Linked DNA regions of Larimichthys crocea: region 1 is linked to region 2. The links are chromatin contacts, called in public Hi-C maps. All regions are on one chromosome and are shown on one strand. Each heading gives the region's core, a stretch centred on a gene start, on an enhancer-like site or on the middle of the called end of the contact. The rest is flanking DNA. Distances are from core to core; before and after follow the strand shown.

The links. A called contact is a pair of places that touch in the nucleus more often than the background predicts.
Region 1: a Hi-C map of muscle shows a contact between it and region 2, with 2.3 times the contacts expected there. The contact joins the promoter of fsta here to the promoter of cspg4ba in region 2. A contact is called at or near these places in 2 of 7 Hi-C or Micro-C datasets (both in muscle).

What each region holds. Positions count from the first base shown.
Region 1 is chrIII:35,811,003-35,815,591 of L_crocea_2.0, reverse strand. fsta (follistatin a) reads left to right here and starts at 1,825. Exons shown (of 5, transcript NM_001303338.1): 1 at 1,825-2,000; 2 at 3,166-3,363; 3 at 3,560-3,778; 4 at 3,910-4,134. The coding sequence starts at 1,910.
Region 2 is chrIII:35,626,427-35,631,061 of L_crocea_2.0, reverse strand. cspg4ba (chondroitin sulfate proteoglycan 4ba) reads right to left here and starts at 2,631. Exons shown (of 10, transcript XM_010735950.3): 1 at 2,334-2,631. The coding sequence starts at 2,430. si:dkey-193c22.1 (probable isoprenylcysteine alpha-carbonyl methylesterase ICME) reads right to left here. Exons shown (of 9, transcript XM_010735951.3): 9 at 3,876-4,571. The coding sequence ends at 4,337.

The sequences.
Region 1 (4,589 bases), core at 576-3,075, 190 kb before region 2:
GTTCAGACTGGACTAAAATAAAAATAAAAAACAACTTAAATTTCGTGATTTTACATTGTTTAATTGACTCATATAATCATTATCATCATAAGCTAGAAATCATAGTGATCAGCCAGTAGAATAATCACTCCGCAATACTAGAAGTACAGTATGTGGTGACTGCATGTTGTCACTGTGATAAGACCAGGAAATAATGCTCATAAATACAGAATGTGTCATATTAGTTTCATATTCTGGGTATTTAGCACCATTTAAAAAATGTTATTGAATCCTTTAAGACTTCCAACTGACTGCTGGTTATAATTTAATGCAGGTAACATGTGACCATTCTTTCTCCTCTTTTTGAATACAGCTGTTTAGCAAGAACTTCATCACTGATCCACAAAAAAGGGGCATGTCATAAATAATACTATAAGAACCTGATGAAGATGATCTTTGGCAGAGTAAATTCTGTGTATGTTATAGAAATGCAAAAGTTGTAAAAGAATAATAAAAGTAGGAACATGAACCTCAAAAAATGAGAAGAAAAATATGATTAATAGTATGATCATATTATAACCGTAAAAACAGCTTGTAGTTGTCATAAGACATACATTAATAGAAGGCAAATGCACACACTGTTTCAGCCACACTTTCAGCTCTGGATATGGGATATGTCATATTTTCTGGATACAAAATATCTGGATATCTGGATACTTATAAGTGGTATTTTACTGGAATTAAAGAAAAGATTACAGTGTCCTTTTCCTGGACGAAAGATGATTAACTCCCTGGTGTCTGATTCACACACAGTGGACACTTTGCTCTTTGCTCTGGAGAGCTGTAACCAGAGTTCCGCTGAAGAGGTCGCGCAAGGACTTCTGAGGGAGTCTAGTGCGTCAGTGAGTGGAGGGCTGTGCGTGTGTGTGTGTGTGTGTGTGTGTGTGTGTGTGTGTGTGAGAGAGAGAGAGAGAGAGAGAGAGAGAGAGAGAGAGAGTTGGTGTGTGTGTGCGTTTCATTCAATGAAACGCAACACCCCGCTCCTCTGTCTGAAGCCTCTCAAACAGGTTTGATTATATTTAAAAGCTTGACCCGGGAGAGAAACCCAAACAACTGTCTGTTCTAATATTAGCAGTGCGGCTGCGGACTACTATGAATTCTATTATTGTCTGGGCTCGGATATGTTCCAAAAGGCAACTCTCATCAAAAGATTTACACTTTTGTCTGCAGTTGGTGGAAAAAATATCAGTTACCACCAAGTAGTACCCTTAATTTGAAGGACTGATGGTATGTCCGGATAGGTATGTTGGCTGTGGGCCTGTTTGATTATACAGCAATAAAGGCCTTCATACATGAGCAACAGTGGCCATTATAATAATGATAATAATAATAATTATTATTATTATTAATATTATTATTATTGTTGTTGTTGTTATTATTGTTGTTGTTACTAATTTAAAGAAGCTCTGTGTCTAAAGGAGCCCTGCGTAAAAACGCACTGGTATGATGTGTTGAGAAATCTAAAAGGGTTAAAATGAAACATTAACATTCATATTCTCCATCAAACCAAATTCATATCAGCTGACACATTTGGTCTGATCTGCTGTTTGCGTTTTGTTTTGACTGCACATTTCTGAAGTTTATCACAAATATAGTCATATTTTCATATTCTTTGATTACTGTGGCGAGAGAAAGTTGCTTGGAACGATGTCACCTGATTAGGATTGAAAGAACTTTGGTAAGAAAAAAAAAATCTCCCCACCCCCACAGAAGAGGAGACCGCCCACCAGAGACAGTCAACCTCAGACCCCTTATAGATTTAAAAAGAGAGGCTGCATTCTCAGACTGACACTTATTCAACACTGCCACCGTAAGCAGATTACTTTTGCGCTGCCCGTGTCAAATACGTAGTTCACTTTGCCTCTCCATCATGTTTAGGATGCTGAAACACCATCTGCACCCGGGCATTTTTCTCTTGTTCATATGGCTTTGTCACCTCATGGAACATCAAAAAGTTCAAGGTAAGCTCTCTTCATCAGTTTTCTTTTATTCTTTCCGTTTTTGAAAAACTTCGACTGCTGTCAGACCGAGTGTCGAATACTTGCTGCAACCGAGAAACTTTTCAAAGTCAGTTTCTTTTATTGTTTCCCCGCTGATAAAACTCTCTCTCTGCATCAGACAGTGCGTGCGTAAAGCGTCCATAAAACAGGTGCCGTATGGGACACTTCAAAGTGAGACTATATGGCAAGTTTTGCAGCCCTCGCCAGGCGCACACACTTAAGCCGCCACGCCGTGTTGGTTGGTGGCAGCCTCAGCTTTCCATAATACCTGAGCATATTCTGATACTTTTGTATGAGCGTGTCGCGTCTCACGATGTTGGCGTCAAACCTGTAACAAACTTCACAATATCCACTGTGAGTTTATGGGCGTGTTATTTATATATTTCCCGCACGCACCCATTGTGTCCAAAAAAAAGAAGAAAAAAAATAGATTTTTATTTTTGCAATTTTACGTCTGTAGTTATGACAAAAAATAAAGCTAGAGACAGTTTTTGATTGAGAGCTTATAGTTCCAATAGAAATGTGTCTTTAATTGAACAAACACACCAGTTCAAACACTTCATGTGTGTCTGAGTCGCTGTAGACATCCTGCTGTTGTCTGGAGCAAGGGATATTTTTTGTGGATAACTATTCTGTTTTTTATTTCTATATGTTTAAAATCAACTTTTCACTGGTTTGTCAATAATCAAGACGTTGTCTGGTGAGTGCATGTCTAGGATATTGTTCTGAGGCGTTGAAGACGGTGGTGTGTTTTGCTAAAGACCGTGGTTTTCTGAAGGAGATTGGCTGCTATTTAACACTGTCTAGACGCTCCACTTTCTGACCAGTGATAACAAGGAGGCTCTCGGAATAAAGAACAACCCCCCTGTAAAGATTTTTCTTACTTTTTTGGTTTGTGGCCGCATTGTAAGGACTGTCAGTCACAGATGGGATAGGCAACTGTTAACAGTCTCGCAACAAAACAAAAAAAAAGAAAAAAAAATCAGACAAAATACTGCCGGGAGGGCGAAAGGGGAGGGGGCGTCTCAGATAATACAGGCTGCGTGTGTGTCTAGTGCGTCTGGGTCAGCGGTTTTAGACGTTCAACATGCGACATTCGAGCTTTTTTTTGTTTGTCTGTTTACAGCTGGGAACTGCTGGTTGCAGCAGGGGAAGAACGGGAGGTGCCAGGTGCTCTACATGCCCGGGATGAGCAGGGAGGAGTGCTGTCGGAGTGGAAGACTGGGGACGTCCTGGACCGAGGAGGACGTCCCCAATAGCACGCTCTTTAGGTGGATGATCTTCAATGGCGGAGCCCCCAATTGCATACCTTGCAAAGGTGGAGGTGCACTCATTTCCCTTCGTTTTCTCATAATACATATCCTCAGTCGTTTCGTTTCATAAATCCTAGTGTTGACCTGATTTACGCAAACCGAAGTGCGTAAACGATCCCTCTAATGTGTACTTTCTGCGTAAGAGTAATTTTACGCACAAGGCCAACATTTTCACCAGCATCACATAACACAGACCTTTTATTTTAGAAACCTGCGATAATGTTGACTGTGGGCCTGGGAAGAGGTGCAAGATGAACAGAAGAAGTAAGCCGCGCTGCGTGTGCGCACCAGACTGCTCAAACATCACCTGGAAGGGACCGGTCTGCGGCTCAGATGGAAAGACCTACAAAGACGAATGCGCACTGCTGAAGGCTAAATGCAAAGGCCACCCCGACCTGGACGTGCAGTACCAGGGAAAGTGCAAGAGTAAGTAAATATTATTTCAAATCTGCCCTGTTTTCACGTTTCTCAAGGCTGCATGTGCCAAGAAACCACAGGGTTGTTCTAATTTTTCGTGTCATTTTTCACCAAATCTTCAAATTTCTTTGTTTCGACAGAAACGTGCCGTGACGTCTTGTGCCCCGGCAGCTCCACATGCGTCGTGGACCAGACAAATAACGCATATTGTGTGACGTGTAATCGGATTTGCCCTGAGGTGACGTCGCCTGAGCAGTACCTGTGTGGAAACGACGGGATCATCTATGCCAGTGCGTGTCACCTGAGAAGAGCTACATGTCTCCTCGGCAGGTCTATTGGAGTGGCATATGAGGGAAAATGCATCAGTAAGTCTGCAACTAGAGACGTGAGAGTGTGTGACTTTACTTTGAGAGTGCCTCCAGCCACTGACTCTGAATATTGTTTGAGTGCATTTTCTTCCTGGCCAGCTCTGCAGTTATTCACTGCTCATTTTTGCCAACATTCCACTGAGGAGGGGGTCTTAGAGAGAGAGAGAGAGAGAGAGAGAGAGGGAGAGAGAGAGAGAGAGAGAGAGTGTGTGTGTGTGTTTGGTAGTTGCTTGTGTTTGCTCAAGAAATGATAGACATCTTATTATTTCCTGATGTTGGCAGCACTATCCCATATGGGAAAAGGGGAAGGAGAGGGGGAGGGAGAAAAAGAGCGAAACAGGGAAGTGCTGGGGGCCATGAAGGCATGCTTCAAGTTAATATTTGAGTCAGATGGATTCTTATCCAGAAAGCAGTCAATATAAGTCATGTAGTCTTAAAAATTCTAATTAAAA
Region 2 (4,635 bases), core at 1,382-3,881:
TTCATATTGCTCAATGTATCAATCAACAAAACTCTTGATCTTGATCTGACATAGCAATACGCTAAAACTCTGGTTTGACAAGGTCTCAGAGGTCAAGAGTTGGAGTTGGTTGGTTGAACTGGATTACGAGTGAACTAATTGCAATAGTAAATTGTTTGGATTTTGTGCATTGTATAATAAAGGCTCTTGTCTGCGCTACCTGCAAAAAAGGTTTCCGCGCAAGTTGGCCTACTAGCAGTTCAGGCCATGGACAATCCCAGATAAAACAGATTTCAGCCAGCTTTCCACCACATCAAGCAGCTACACGTCTTCCAGTGAACCTCACATGGTTGTTCTCATCCCATAACTACTGTAGCCAGCTTTTGTGCACACCCAAAAATGAATAATCAAGTATAGGCAGACACCAAGTGGAAAAACTTTCCCTCCAGGTGCTTATTTACCAGCGATTCATCCCACAGCTCTAACTACTCATACACAGACAGGTACCAATTATATATATATATTTTAAAAAAGCACGTTTTGATTGCAGTTATTCCCATTGTTTGTTTAAATCAAATGAACTGCCATTAACCGACCAGTCAGGTGTAATGTGCCTTTAACAAACATTACATACAGCTGGGAATGAGCAAATTCACTGGCCCACTGATCACTTATCCCGATTCTGACCCTGAGTAGGACTGACTGAATTTATTTCTCATTTGTAAGTCATGTTTATTCATCTGACTGGCTCTGTTTACATAATAGAGTCGAAGCATTTCCAAAAACTGGCCCAGAGGAATGAAATTACATTTTTCTCCTTAAATTCAAAAGGATGGATATGCATGCTTATTTTTATTTTAGCATTTTAGCGATGACATCATATTACTGAACATCATGTTACTTGCTTATGTTGCTTAGAACAAAGGGGTCTTCTCCACAGTTCAATGTTTACCATATTCACAAGCTGAAACATGGATATTTTGAGGGGTATGTAAATGAAAGAGCATAGTAGACTCCCAGAAAACAATACCCTAACATAAACATACCCGTGTACACCTGACTGTGTGCCTTAAGAGGCAGGAACAGGAGGTGTTTAGAGGTTGTTCTGTAATCTACATGTCTGCGGGGGCAGTTTTCTGTGCGCCAGGGACATTTCTTTGTGAGATTTCACGACAACAAAGCTAGTGACCTTTTAGCGAACACCCGCTTACAGTTAATTTGAGGGGTAGGACCAGTGCTTGTCACTGCCTGTGTGCTCAGTTCATGCAACAAAATCAAAGATGCAACTTGACTGAAGTGCCTCTTTGGTTTTTTCCTGTTGACAGCCACGCCACTCTGTTCCTGGTGCACTGCCAAAGCCTGGGACATGGTTGCTTTAGCAAAGGCTTGTTTCATAATGCTACAGGAACACAGAGAATGGCACATAATCTGAAATGCACTGAAGTACATCAAATGCCTATATATGTAATTATTTTCAGTGAAGGATATGAGTGTGAGTCATGGTGAAATGATTCCTGATTATGCCCAGGGGTAAAGCCCGAATGCTGAATAAGATGACACATGCCCGGGATCAAATCAACCAGAGAGGCTAATGCATGCACACATGGATGTAAATAATGTACTGTTCTGTATCTGGAACTCACAAAAAACAACATATTTTCCACCTCTCAACGCAGCAACGACTGTCCATTTCTGTGATTTCATTTGTGTCACAGTCAGATAGTTCTTCCAGTGCAGTGGGCATCACAGTCCCATCTCTGCTGCTGCCTCTAATAAAGTCCTGTGTGTGTGTGTGTGTGTGTGTGTGTGTGTGTGTGTGTGTGCAATGCATCCAGAGTCTAATGCCAGTCATTAATATGAGATAAATACTGATTTCATTCATTTAAAATTCAGAATCATTAAAAGCTAAAAAATTACTTGTTACTTGAGCCTGTCCTCATTCATAATTTATCCATTTGTGTTAGGAACATTTTAAGCTCAGTGAACCATTAAAGCAACTCACCAGCACGTACAGAAAACATACAACAATCCTCTGTAAAGTGATACCAAGCCTGCTTTTGGAGACATGCTCATGATGTTACAGAAATAGAGCTGGAGAATGATTATGAAGGAGAGAAAAAAAAAGGTAACCACCAGAAAAGGTGAAAAGGTAAATAATCATGTTTATGACTCCAGAAGTGGCTTTTATAATATGGAAAGGATGAAAATATTTCCTCAGTTATCTAAACTATCGTCAAAGTTAACAAATCAGAATTCACAGCATTAACAGCTCGTCATTGAACGCACCATGACATAAGTTGATATCTCGTTTCTTTTCATTGATAAAAACAAAGTGGGAAAAGTTGCATTGTTACCTCCGGACGCCAGCTCGAACAGGAGCGACCACCAAAGCAGCCCGTGGAGCCACAACTTCTTCTTCTTTTTCGGGTTGTTTTGCACAACAGAGTCCATCTTTCTTCTCCCGGTGGAAAACACTAATGTTAGAGGACTGCGCAGTTACATATTTACAGACATGTTTTCACTTCTTCACGGTCCGGTACCGTCAAACACAATAGTTAATCCTCCAAATGGTGAGTGTGTGTGTGAGAGAGAGTGAGAGAGAGAAGGTATGCAGCAGCTGAACTGAGGCTCAGATGTAGGTCCTCGTTAAACTCCGCCTCGTGTGTGTGTGTGTGTGTGTTAACCTCACTTTTCAAAATAAAAGCTAGAAGAACAACACCATAGGGGACATTTAAAGGGCTCATAATTAACCTGATTTACATTGGCTTTTATTATATGCCACGTGAGTGCCCACAAAATAAATCAAGTGGAAAGTATTTATTAATTAGGAGTTATGATGTTACAAAGGTATTCAGTTACAGCCAAGAGACAACCAACCTCTGAGGCTTTGAAATGAAGCCAATGCAGTGCAAGTGCCAAAAACTGCAGTTCCTCCAACGACCACTTGAGCCTGGCTACAAAGTTATTACCTAAAGGCTCAACTTCACAGCAGAAATAAACATGTTTACAGCCTGGTACAAAAAATGGTTGACTGACACAACTAGTGTGTTGAGCACCAAGGGTTCATTTAGTCTTCCTTAGGTCCACCGACAATCCACGTTTTTGCCAGTTCTTGGACTAGCCGGGAGGCGGCAGAGGCAGGAAAGCCAACATGGTGATGGCCAGAACCACCACACTACTTCAGAAACCTATTGGTCATGACATGGATACAACATACTATGTATGGTTATAGCTTAAAAGCTCCATCAAAATCCCCATTCACTGATGTAATAATAATAACAATAATAATAATGATAATTAAAAAATATATAAAGATACATGTTCACCATTTACTCCCCCCTCCGTACACCAGGAATTGCCATGTAGATATGCATATAACTGTTATGGTAAAGCATACTTGAAAAACATTGTAGATTTTGCTTTTAGTATATTCTAGGTACCACCAACACATTATAATCACAAGAAAGACCGCAAATTTGCTCATTCACCCAGTCTCCACAGCAGACTGTAGCCATAGAAACATTTTTCACTGACACTGTAAAATGTATAATTAAAAGCTGACGTTCTTACATTCTGTATTTGAATGGGTTCATTTTTTATACATTATACTGCCTGCTTCAACAGCTTTTTATGCATTGATTACCATAAAGATGCTATGTTTACTAAAGTATCTATGTAGAACAGATAAAAATGTGTTGTAGTACAAGCATGGGGCAAAAATACTGTACTTTCATATATAAAAGCATAAATGATGCCACTTATAATATAGATTATTGTAAGTAGCTTCTTTATATTGGTACATGCTGTAATTGTTGCTGCTTGGCAAAACATGCAATGTAATTGTAATAGCTCTGTGTGAGCAATTTATAGTTAATAAAGACAAAAGGCAAAAAAGATCTGTTCCTTCAGGAGTTTAATGTGTCTGTGATCAATAAACAAGTTTCATTTGATAAAAACATGCAAGTTAATAAAATGATTTCATGTCAGTAGAACATAATGTAGTTAATAAAAAGAGGCAAAGTTTTGGACTTTGTAATACTGTGCTTCTCTCCTTCTCCTTGTATATTACAGTTATTGCTTCACTGTACATTTTCACTGATACACTCCACTGAGAAAAGTTTTTTCAGATTATGGATTCAAAATCAGTCAGATGCAATTCATGATTTTAATCAGTTACAATCACAGAACAGTACAAAATGTAAATCATTTTTATGGAATCCCAAAGAATAACGTTAAATGTCAAAACTAAATAAGATTCATTTTGAGGTATTAGAGCAGATACTGTAAACAAAGTAAGTGTGCCACAATCAATAAATAAAAGTGGTTAATGGATGTTTTTTCTGATCTGATGAGATTGTCAGCAGATGCCCAAAAGTTTTCTGTACTCCTGTTTGATACAGCTGTATATGGCATGGTAGAAGCGCCTGTCTGACGCCATGAGGTCGGTGACAATCTCAGTGTGGTCAACTCTTGGCAGCAGGTAGAGCGACACCTTTATGGACAGCGAGGTGAGGAGCTCAGAGAGCTTTGTGGAAGATGCAACAGGAACGATAATGTCACTGGTCCCATGGAGCAAAGCAAATGTAGGCACTCTGGCACAAAGAGAAGTAGATGGATAAACTGTTAATACCAGATGCAATAGATTTCATGAACATC